2 separate regions of the Anas platyrhynchos genome follow, and region 1 is linked to region 2. A link is a contact called in public Hi-C data. All regions are on one chromosome and are shown on one strand. Each heading gives the region's core, a stretch centred on a gene start, on an enhancer-like site or on the middle of the called end of the contact. The rest is flanking DNA. Distances are from core to core; before and after follow the strand shown. Region 1 overlaps CFAP92 (cilia and flagella associated protein 92 (putative)). Region 2 holds the start of GP9 (glycoprotein IX platelet).

What was found. Hi-C and Micro-C count contacts between places; a contact is called where the count stands out from the background.
Region 1: a Hi-C map of skeletal muscle shows a contact between it and region 2, with 2.7 times the contacts expected there. The contact joins the enhancer-like site here to the promoter of GP9 in region 2. A contact is called at or near these places in 5 of 8 Hi-C or Micro-C datasets (F1 follicle, liver, skeletal muscle and 1 more).

What each region holds. Positions count from the first base shown.
Region 1 is chr13:18,446,727-18,451,658 of IASCAAS_PekinDuck_T2T, reverse strand. It overlaps CFAP92 (cilia and flagella associated protein 92 (putative)), which reads right to left. Exons shown (of 21, transcript XM_072044254.1): 3 at 1,879-2,188; 4 at 1,422-1,618. The coding sequence starts at 2,113. Among named protein-coding and RNA genes, the nearest start is that of EFCC1, 3.9 kb to the right of the region's middle. Within about 2 kb of position 2,523, at least 1 of the 8 cell types and tissues checked has an H3K27ac peak or open chromatin away from gene starts, as enhancers often do. A contact at or near this core is called in subcutaneous adipose tissue, where this site is marked.
Region 2 is chr13:18,369,003-18,373,898 of IASCAAS_PekinDuck_T2T, reverse strand. It overlaps GP9 (glycoprotein IX platelet), which reads left to right and starts at 2,879. Exons shown (of 2, transcript XM_072044275.1): 1 at 2,879-3,023; 2 at 4,878-4,896. The coding sequence starts at 4,885. The region is part of intron 2 of CFAP92 (cilia and flagella associated protein 92 (putative)); the gene reads right to left.

The DNA.
Region 1 (4,932 bases), core at 1,274-3,773, 78 kb before region 2:
CAACTTAGTTTGTTATATCAAAATAGACAACAATTAATATCAGTGTTTAAAAGACATTTTATCGATTATATTTCTAACAGAATGCTGATATTTACACAGTGTTTCTACGTACTTAAAAGTTAGGCACAGTTGGCAAGAAAAAGACCTGACCATGTTACCTATCATACCTCAAGTTCTAGGAATGGCATGTAACTCTTAGGTTGTATTCATTGCTATCAATGATAGGGAACTGAGAAGAGTGGACAGTCAATTTAAAAGTGTAAGGCATTTTGACTAGCAAATTATTTTATCTATTAATTCTTTGTTAACTGATTCACTCTTTTCCTACAGGGAATTAACACACTCATTTCAGAAGGCAGTTCTTCCAAAATTGTGCTTTTGCAATAAAACCTCTGTGACCTGTACAAAAACTCTGGGCTTACTTTATGTTCAAACTTCCCTTCTTATTTACATTGAGCCATAATATTCTAAAATGAATTAATAGACAAATACTACAACCAAACATGTACAATAGTGACTTAACTAACTGAATCATCAATTCTGAAAACACAAGTAGTTTTTACTTGCAGAATTTTCACCAAAAAAATAGAACCATGTTTGTTAATAGTAAGTAACAATTTTATAGCTGGCTTTTTTTTTTTTTTTTTTTTTTTTTGGTAGCTGGCTTTTAGAAGACAGATGCAACAAAACTTCCAATCGATAATCGGTCATTAAGATTTAGGCAAATAGAATGTAGTCTCAAGTCTTCTTAGCCATGTTTATTCAAATAAATTCAGATAGTAGGATACAATGGTTGAAAAGCAAGTCTTTTTTCAGATGATTTTAGCACTGGCATTTCAGAAATAATTTCTAAAAAAAAATAAAGCGTATTCAGCACAATATATCTAATTTTTATGTTTACAGGTTTGAATGCACAGGACTCAGATGTGTCTGAACACACACACAAAAAAAATTGCAAAATTCTTCAAGTACCTTAAGATCTTTTTCTCCTCAACAAAGATCAGAGGCATAAATTTCAGGTTTTCTTCATTTTAATTGAATGATATTGAATATTCATGATATTTATCATAATTGTTGGAATATAAGTAGTTGCCTTTGAATTACTGTGTTATTTATTATCTTGGTACTTAAAAGTTATAATCCCACCTAAACTGATAATCTAGGGAAGATAAAAGTATTTTTCAGCAGATAAAAATGCTTTGAAATGCATCAGCCTCTTACTATAAATTTAAGAATTTTCTGCTCATTCGGATTAGGAGCATCAAGTTCTAACCTCAGTATCTGTCTCTGTATCTGTGAGTGCAGATAAGATCTAAGCAGTTGTTAAACCAATATGCAACTAAAACAGTCCGCTGTTGAAAACATTCACCTATCTCCTATATACAAAATTTGGGATTACTCTGTGTTACGGTATCTTTTACCTTGGAATCACGTTCTGCAAATAGCTTTGCAACCGTCCCAAACACCACCAAATCCAGTTTTCTAGGAACGAGATCATCTGGTAAAAGGAAGTACTCCATGTGATAGCAGCGTTGCGTTCTTAGGAGAGCTCCCGATTCTTCCGCTGGAATTCTCTTTCCTTGCCTATCACGCGGATTGGGTATCTTCTGATTTTGCTCTAGAGAGAATATTGGAATTATCTGGAAGTGCCAAATGATATCAAAGATGATATTCATGGCAAAATTAATGCTGTCTGCAATGATCAAATGGTAACAGGAGTTCAAAAGTGCATTTCTAAGCTCCTGAGAGATCTACCCAGGAAAATCCCAATCAACTCACATCTTATCTACCACTACCTCCTTAACCCACTGAAGACTGCCACAAAAGCTAGAGAGTAATGAAAAAGGTTTCCTAGGAAAGTCTGCATCAGGTACATACTTGTAGCCAAGACAGGGACAGCTAGTGAGACCGTGAAGGTGCAGGTGACAGTGTGCGAGCCATCAGGTTCCAGCGAGCTTTCCTCTGACGGGACGCGCCTGCCGCTTTCACCCTCTGTGGCCAGAGCACCACCAGCACCAGGCACCCCTGGGCTTTCAGGCTCCAACTGTTCAGATGTGCTTTTACAGTGGGCGGTGTTCGGGTCTGCCATCTCTTCTTTATTTTCTTCCTCCATCTCCTCTTCACCCACTGCCTTCTAATCCTCACACTTTTGCTTTGCCGTTGCGTAGTCAGACAAGCGGCTCAGCGACTACGAAAGGAGAAAAACAGTCTCATTTCAGTGCTGCCGTGCGGAACGAATACAAATCCCTACAAGAACCCCAGCAGCAGCAAGGCAGGGTAGCATTAGGTGAACCACAACGTTCCCATTTCGAAAACTTTGTCGAGGCAGAGGCACCCCCAGACGCGACGGAGCCGCCCCCACCCGTGCCCCAACGGCCGCGGGGCTCGGCCCCGACCGTTACCCCCGGGCCCGGCGCTCCCCGGCAGCCGCCTCAGGGAGGGCAGCGGCGGGAGCGGCCTGAGGGAGGTGGCGGCGGGCCTGGCCCCGGCAGGGCCGGGTGTGGGCGCGTCCCCGTCTCGCTCCGCTCAGGAGCATTTCGGTGCCTGCTCCTAACAGGAGTCAGAGCCTTGTGGCCGGGCCCGCACTGTGTCTGCTGCCTGCAGCCCGCACCAGAACTGCTGACAAGCGCACCGGCTGCGCACTCCTCAGGGACTGACTGCAAGCCGTGTTCTGGTCTCACTTCACTATTGCAAACTTGCCCTTTTCCCCTTTGATTTACTCTGAAATTTGTTCATAAAAGACAAACATCTACCCCATGAGCACCACTACATAAAAGTTGAAAGCAGGGGATTTCTTTTTCTCTCAGTAAAGGAGAAGAGCCTTAAACTGTTCCAGATGCTGAATAGCTAAGAAATGTCAACTAAAACATCTGGGTATTCTGCGAGCTGCAGCTGTTTCCTCTGTAGACTACATAATGTGTTGTTTCTTCCCTTCAAATGGTTTAGACCAAGAGAAGGACCACAAAGGAGTTAGCAACAGCATGCTCCCAGGATAAAATCCAAATTGCAGTTGGGTTCTTGTGCTGGCCCCAGTGGTCTCCCATTAGCAGAAGAGTCCATAGCAGAAGAGTCTCCAGACACCAGTTCACGTCCATTTTTAATATATACATTCTTCTTACATTCAGAAGCTTGCTAAGATTCCCTAAAGTAGTTTCTGAAACTCTGTGTTGTATCCATCCCATACGCTCTCCATGCAGCTAAACATACAGAACATCTTTGCGGCTTTTTACACAGCTGATCCGAATTACCTACATGCTCAACAGATGTGTATCTCAAAAATCTTGTATTAAATGAAAAATATCTGTGAGCAGGAGCAGAACTACATGACAGATAGGGACGATCAATTACATTTTCCTTCTTTGTCTTACTGCATACACAGAGCTGTTCCAAATATGCAGGACCCAACAAACAAAAAGCCAACGCCTAACATTTCTGGAGTTACAAGAAACTTAAAGAACATGCCAAGAACAACATCACACCACTAATATTATTTTAACTTATCTCTGAAGTTCCTTGTGAAAGCAACTGTTTCATAAACACCAAACAAATTTTAAAAGTATCTATAACATCACGGCATGACTTTGTTGGAAACAATTTGAAAAACAAATTTTAGGTACTAAGCACTACATTTTCACTTTTCTCCTTGAGAGGAGGAAAATATTTTTTACAGTAATGAAGTGATCTTTGCTGTGAGATGAGCATTCTCCAAAGCCAAACAGTTCTGGCTGGCTCTGTGCAGTGCTACTGAACGAAAGCCCACCACACAAATGAGGCTAGACTACTGATACCCTGCAATGTGAGACACAAAAGCAAACTGTGCTTGTCCTTGGCCCTGCCTCATGTATGAACTGTGAAATAAAATAGGAACATAGTTAAATTAAGTGCAAAGCATTTTTCTCTATAAACACAGTTTATATGCCTTTCCTAATCCCACCACCATCTAATATAATTTAAAACAGAATTCCATCTACGATGCTGGCAAACTTAAGTCTAATTGTGGCAGCTGTCAACCTCTTAAAATAAAAATCTCCAATTAATTAATTCCAATTGCAGTATTTTAATATACTTCTAATTTCCAACTATTATTACAAGACTGTAGAAACAGTCATTCCCTTCAAATCATGCTTTGCCATCAGTGCTTATCTACAGTCAGAACTCTTCCAAGATCCTTCAATGACAGAGTGTACTATCAGAACTGGTAACAACATCATAGAAAAGTTTTTGAATACTTAATAAAAGGTTGCCATGCCTCTGAGCAGATTTAGAGAATAGGTCAACAGGCAAGCCTTGTGTAGGCCAGGTAAGATCTTAGTCTTGCTACAGTCAGGAGTAAACACAGCAATCAGTGCCATTACACTGCTACAGGCTTTTCCATACCCCTGCTAGCAGTAGTGCTGCAATGGAGAAAAAGGTTAAATATGTAGGGATTCATGTTTTAGAGATTTGTTTTGTTTTTAAAGGCAGGTTGCAAAAATAAAGCTTATTTCTACCAATCCAAACCTCATGTTACAGAGAGGCTTAAGTGACATTGAAGCTTTCTATTAGCCTATTGTTTCTTCAGTTGTCCAGTGTTTTTAATTACTGGGTTTGGTGGTTGTTTTTTTAGAAAGTGCGATGCAAACATCATCCAGCATCAGAACTTCTTTCAAAAAAGCAAATAAAATATATAGACCAAATATTTGTTTGCTGTTTTTGGTTGGTTGATTGTTTTTTGTTTGTTTGTTTGTTTGCTATTATCAAATGTCTGCTTTCTTTCAGAGATGAAACTCTGGTGAATTGCCATCATTCTGACATACTTGTATCCCTGTTGCCATGATAACACAAAGTCAAATAAGTCAAATATTCATGAGTTTGGGTCCTTCATTCTTGTGAAGCAGAATAGGAGAAGACAGGCAATGAGCAATTCAACAGAGGCACAAATGCTCCCCAGTG
Region 2 (4,896 bases), core at 1,630-4,129:
TGAATTTCCAGTGACTCTCATCAATTTATAAATATTTTGATTAGTGTTGTCAGCAGCCTATTGGAAAGTACAGAAGAACAGATTTAATCATTGTGATGGAACTCAGATGAGAAGCACTTTTGCTCTCTGACAGTGATGGGCAAGTTTTGTCAGCATTGGAAATGGGAGTAGGTCTTGAAAAGGATTTGAGAAGGATTTTTTTCTTTCTATGTCAAGAACAGGTCATTCATTACAATGAGTGACTATAACTCCTGAAAACCTTTTATAAAAGATAATAGCACATTCTGCCTGAATTTCCTCTTAGTAGATCAGGCGTTTGCTCTGCACATTTAGCTTTAATTTGCAGCTTGTATCTGTAACTGCAAGCAAGCCAGGAATCCCCCCTCTCCGACTTTTTTCCCCCTGTAGCAGCAGGCAGAAGCAGCAGTCACGTAACTGACGGGAAAGTCAAGGCCTGAAAAGAAAGCTACTCCAGAGCAATGTACTTTCAGGAAGCAAGGTAGTGAGGTTTGGTTTGGGAAACAAGAATGATCAGAAATACCTCACCACTGAGCAGCCTGACAGCCTTTTTCATTCACAGAAAGTTCAAATACATTCACTCTGTGAAAAATGTTTTCAGGTTATAATATATTATAACAAGATTATAGCAGATTATAATTTTGTTTTCCTAATCAGCTCTTAATAAATCCTCTTAAAAGAAGAATTTGTCATTTGGCCTACAAGAAGCTATAGCCCTAAAATTATAAACGCTAATGCCTTGTATTTTGAGCTTTGCTTCTGCCAGACACTCACTGCACACATTTACATCCCTTTGAGTGGAAGAAAGGCTCTCAGTCCTCATCAGAAGTAAGACACTCAGTGTGACCAGCTGCTTCTCCAACCACGTGTAACGCAGCACCCAGAGGAACAGAGACCACCTTCGTAAAAACAGAACCTGCGTAGGGGCTCCAAAGGATTCCAGTTATGTTGCATCTGTTTGGATGCTATCAGACGCAGCATTTGTTTCCACTGTATAGCAGCAGGTTTTGTATTCCGTGGCAGCATTCCTGAATATGTGTCACTGATAGTGTGATGCAGGAAACAGGCAGGGATGAAGACAGGCATTTATGAAATCTATGGTCTAGTGGCATGCTTTAGTTTTTTAAAGCTCTCTGTTAAAAAAAGCTCTCTCTCTGTTAAAGAGAGAGAGAAAAAAAAAAATCAAAATCTCATCCATAGATCTTTCTGTGAAAGATAACCACCCGAGCAATACATACATTCACACACACAATTTACCTTTTAGTCAATAAGCAATTACCTCACTTCAAACACTTGGTCTTTCTCTTTCCTCTAAAAGCAACTTGAAACCAAATACCTCAAGAGCAAACCCTTTATTTCCCTTTTATTAGAACATTTAAATCTGACCTCTTGTTAACTGAATGTAATCATTCACCACGGTAATCAACATTTGCCACCTGAAATCTCTAATCTCTGCTGAACATGTTTCAAAGTCATAAGGATAGACAAATGATAAACTGGATATTCCACAAACATCCCACCCACACTTGCAGGAAACCATCCCTAAGACAGAAGGATCTTCCCGTTATTAGCAGTCCACTCACAGGCCCAATTGTTGAGCATCTGACAGGCAGATGGACTGCTCATTTAACGAGAGAAAAATTACTTTCCTCATCTTATAGGGGAAAAAAAATGAAATTCAAAAGGGGTTTTAAGTATTTTTGCCTTCACAGCAGTGTTTAAAATAACTTTTAAAGTGCTAAAGAGCAGAGATACACAGCAAATCATTTTCTTAAGGATGCTCCTAACAAACTTCAGGCTACTGGTAAATGATTTGGACTTAAGGAAGAAAAACATTTTAAATATAAATAAGAATTAAACAATAGTAATTACTATCCAAATAATCTTAAATGTCAAACATTAGTCTGCCTTCAAGAACAGCGTGTTATAAGGAAACAGCAGTTCAGAAGCAGGGTTGTACAGTGCATCTGCAACATATGAAACTCACCTCAAAATGCAGAGCACAGCTCAAGGCCTGTCTCCAAAACAACATATTAAACAAGAGCTGTCCTGAATTAAACATCAGATCCACGGCACACTGGGTTTCCGAAAGTCAACTGCAATATTAATTCTAGTGTTCATGCTTGTAGCTAAAGCTAAGGAAAACTGTATTTCAATTCTCTACCAAATTTTCACGTATGAAATAATAGAGGTCAAAACTAAATTATAGTTTTGTATCATCCTGAATTACTGGCTTTCACCCAAACGTACGCTGAGTGCCTTACGTTCTGAGATGTCATGCTGCTGATATTCTCCAGCAACATGAGAGCTAAGAAATTTGCAAGGTCTTAGGCCTTTCTTGAGCTAGACACATCTCTCCTAACTGGGGAGAAAGGGCATACAGGGAGCCAAGGAGTTCCCCATCCTCTAGGCTGTGCTCTGCTAACCATGACGGCAAGTCTTCCCCGTGCACCTTCCCTGACTATTGGGGAATTCATTTCTACACCAAAATACGAATTGACCCATTGATCCATGCACATAGATCCTTCATCAGACACAAGTAGCTGTGACTAAAACACAACCAAGAACTCTATTTTATGGGCTATTTTTAGCTCCCTGGTATCTTTGTTAGGCTTGTGTGTTCCCAAAGTTGAATCTGAAGCTAACTCTTAAATTTGTATGGAGATTACTACAGCTGAGGAAGAAATTTGTCAGATTTCAGGTGAGTTATTTTAGGCTTTTAAATTGTCAGGTGTAATAGGAAAAGCATATTAGCAATAAAAACGACGGAAAAGCGTTTCCTCTTGTCTGCAGAAAATATAAAAATGCCTCAGGCGCTATATTCCCTGACACATGTCAACCACTTGACACATCTTCCACTGGGCATGGTTTCCTATTATGCATAAGAAAAAGATCGTTGTCTTTAAGCTGTTTCCTTACTGACTCCATAAAGTCAGCTCTGTTGCACCGTGTGCTCCAGCACTTCACTGCGCAGAGGGACGGGAAGCAAGAGGGGAAGAAGAGGGGTAAGTGGCAGTCAGGGGTCAGGCCTGACTCTCACCACCAATTCCTTTCTGCCTTTTGGCCACAGCTGTTAATTTTATTTGATTTGGAATTTCTTCCCTCCTGTCTGCTAAATCAGAAGTGGTATTTTTTTATATATAGATATCGCTAATTTTTCAGTCAGTCCCACAGTCTATCCTTTTAAAATGTCTCTTTAAAAAGAACAGCCCTAATAGATCTCTTGGAAACTATTATACAAGTACCTAGGTTCAGGCCAAAGATCTTCAGACCAACTACTTGCTAACAAAGACATGGGAGGTTGTTAAGATTAATATTTCAGCTACTTTGGGATGAAGTCTGTAATTTTATGTAGCATTAATCCCATTTAAAATATAGAAATTTAGTGTTTAGAATAAGAATTTAAAGATGTCCAACTTCAGGAAGCTAATTACATAATCCTTGTAATCAAATTGAAGTAAATTAATTTAAAAGAAAATCAGTCCATTTTTCCCCACACAATTTTAATCTTAATTAAATGAAACTTCCTTGAGAAAAAAGTCTCAGCTTACTTTTTTATAAGAAAACCTTTTTTTTAAAAAAAAAAAAAAAATCTAAAATCTCTGTACACTTGAAAACAATCATTTGATTTTTTTTTTTCAAAATTCCATTCTAAATAAGTAAATTAAACTCTGGATTTACCTTACCACCTTATATATGAAAAAACTGTAATTTTGTTGTTGTTAATAGGCCTGTTATATCTGCCCACTATTTCTAAGGCTTTGTCCTGTCTAATTTTAAATCATATTCAATGTTCTTCTCACATGTGCCTACAAAAAAATTATACAACTGCAACAACTGCATTCACCTTCTTCAGATAAAAGGAGGCTTCTTTACGGGTGTAGTGATATAAAAACTCAACACATTTTACAGTACCTGCTGAGTAGTACCCAGGACGATATAGCCAGACATTTTTGCCTTAATATACTTATTCAAATGAATTGAAATGTTTTTGTTTGTTTGGTTGGTTGGTTGTTTTTTTTTTTCATTATGTTATGTATTAAAATCAAAGAAAGATGGTTCCACAGTCATGACTTACTCAATCTGAGCAAGGGAGTTTGTATTTAAAATTTCAGTGCAGTCCCAAGGCCTGGTATGCATTTTTAGGTGCAGAGACATAGTAGGAAATATAGGAGGGGAATAATTTTAGAGATTTTAAACTGCAAAATGGATGACACTACAGTGAAAGCCGAGTGAGAGCCACTCCATATAACTAGGAATGACATAGCAAAAAGGGTAATTACCTTCAATCCCAAAGTATGGTCATTTAATCCCTGAAAGACGAGCAGTAATGGATATGCAAAATTTCCAGTTCTCTATTCATCCTGATCTAAATTGTGCTTTCTCAGAATTGCATGAGGGTACAAGGCAGGGGATGAAAAAACAAAGAAACAAAAGCACAACTTTTTACAACATAAAAATTCCTACATCCTGTTTAGGATCTTCATCTGCCCAGAAATAAGATGTTTAGAGGTTTACAATTATTCAGTCTTTTAAACTCAGTTTTGAAATCTCTGACACACAATTTTAACATTAGACTCTTGAAGATATAGAAACTGAATCTAAATCTTTGCCTAAAACTAACCTAGCTATCAGCATCACCTCCTGCTGACAGTCTGTTCCAGAACATTGAATAACAATAAATTTTGTACAGTGATGAAGGAAAAGCAATGAACTAGAGGCAAAAACTGACCTCTGTGCTCTCTCCCAACTGTACTTACAGTACTGAAAATGAAATAGTTGTGTTCTGGTTCTGCATTTAGACATTAGCTAATTAAGGAATCATGCTTATCAGATTATTATTCTTACTCTCTTGCTAGCTGAAGCATGAACAAGGCA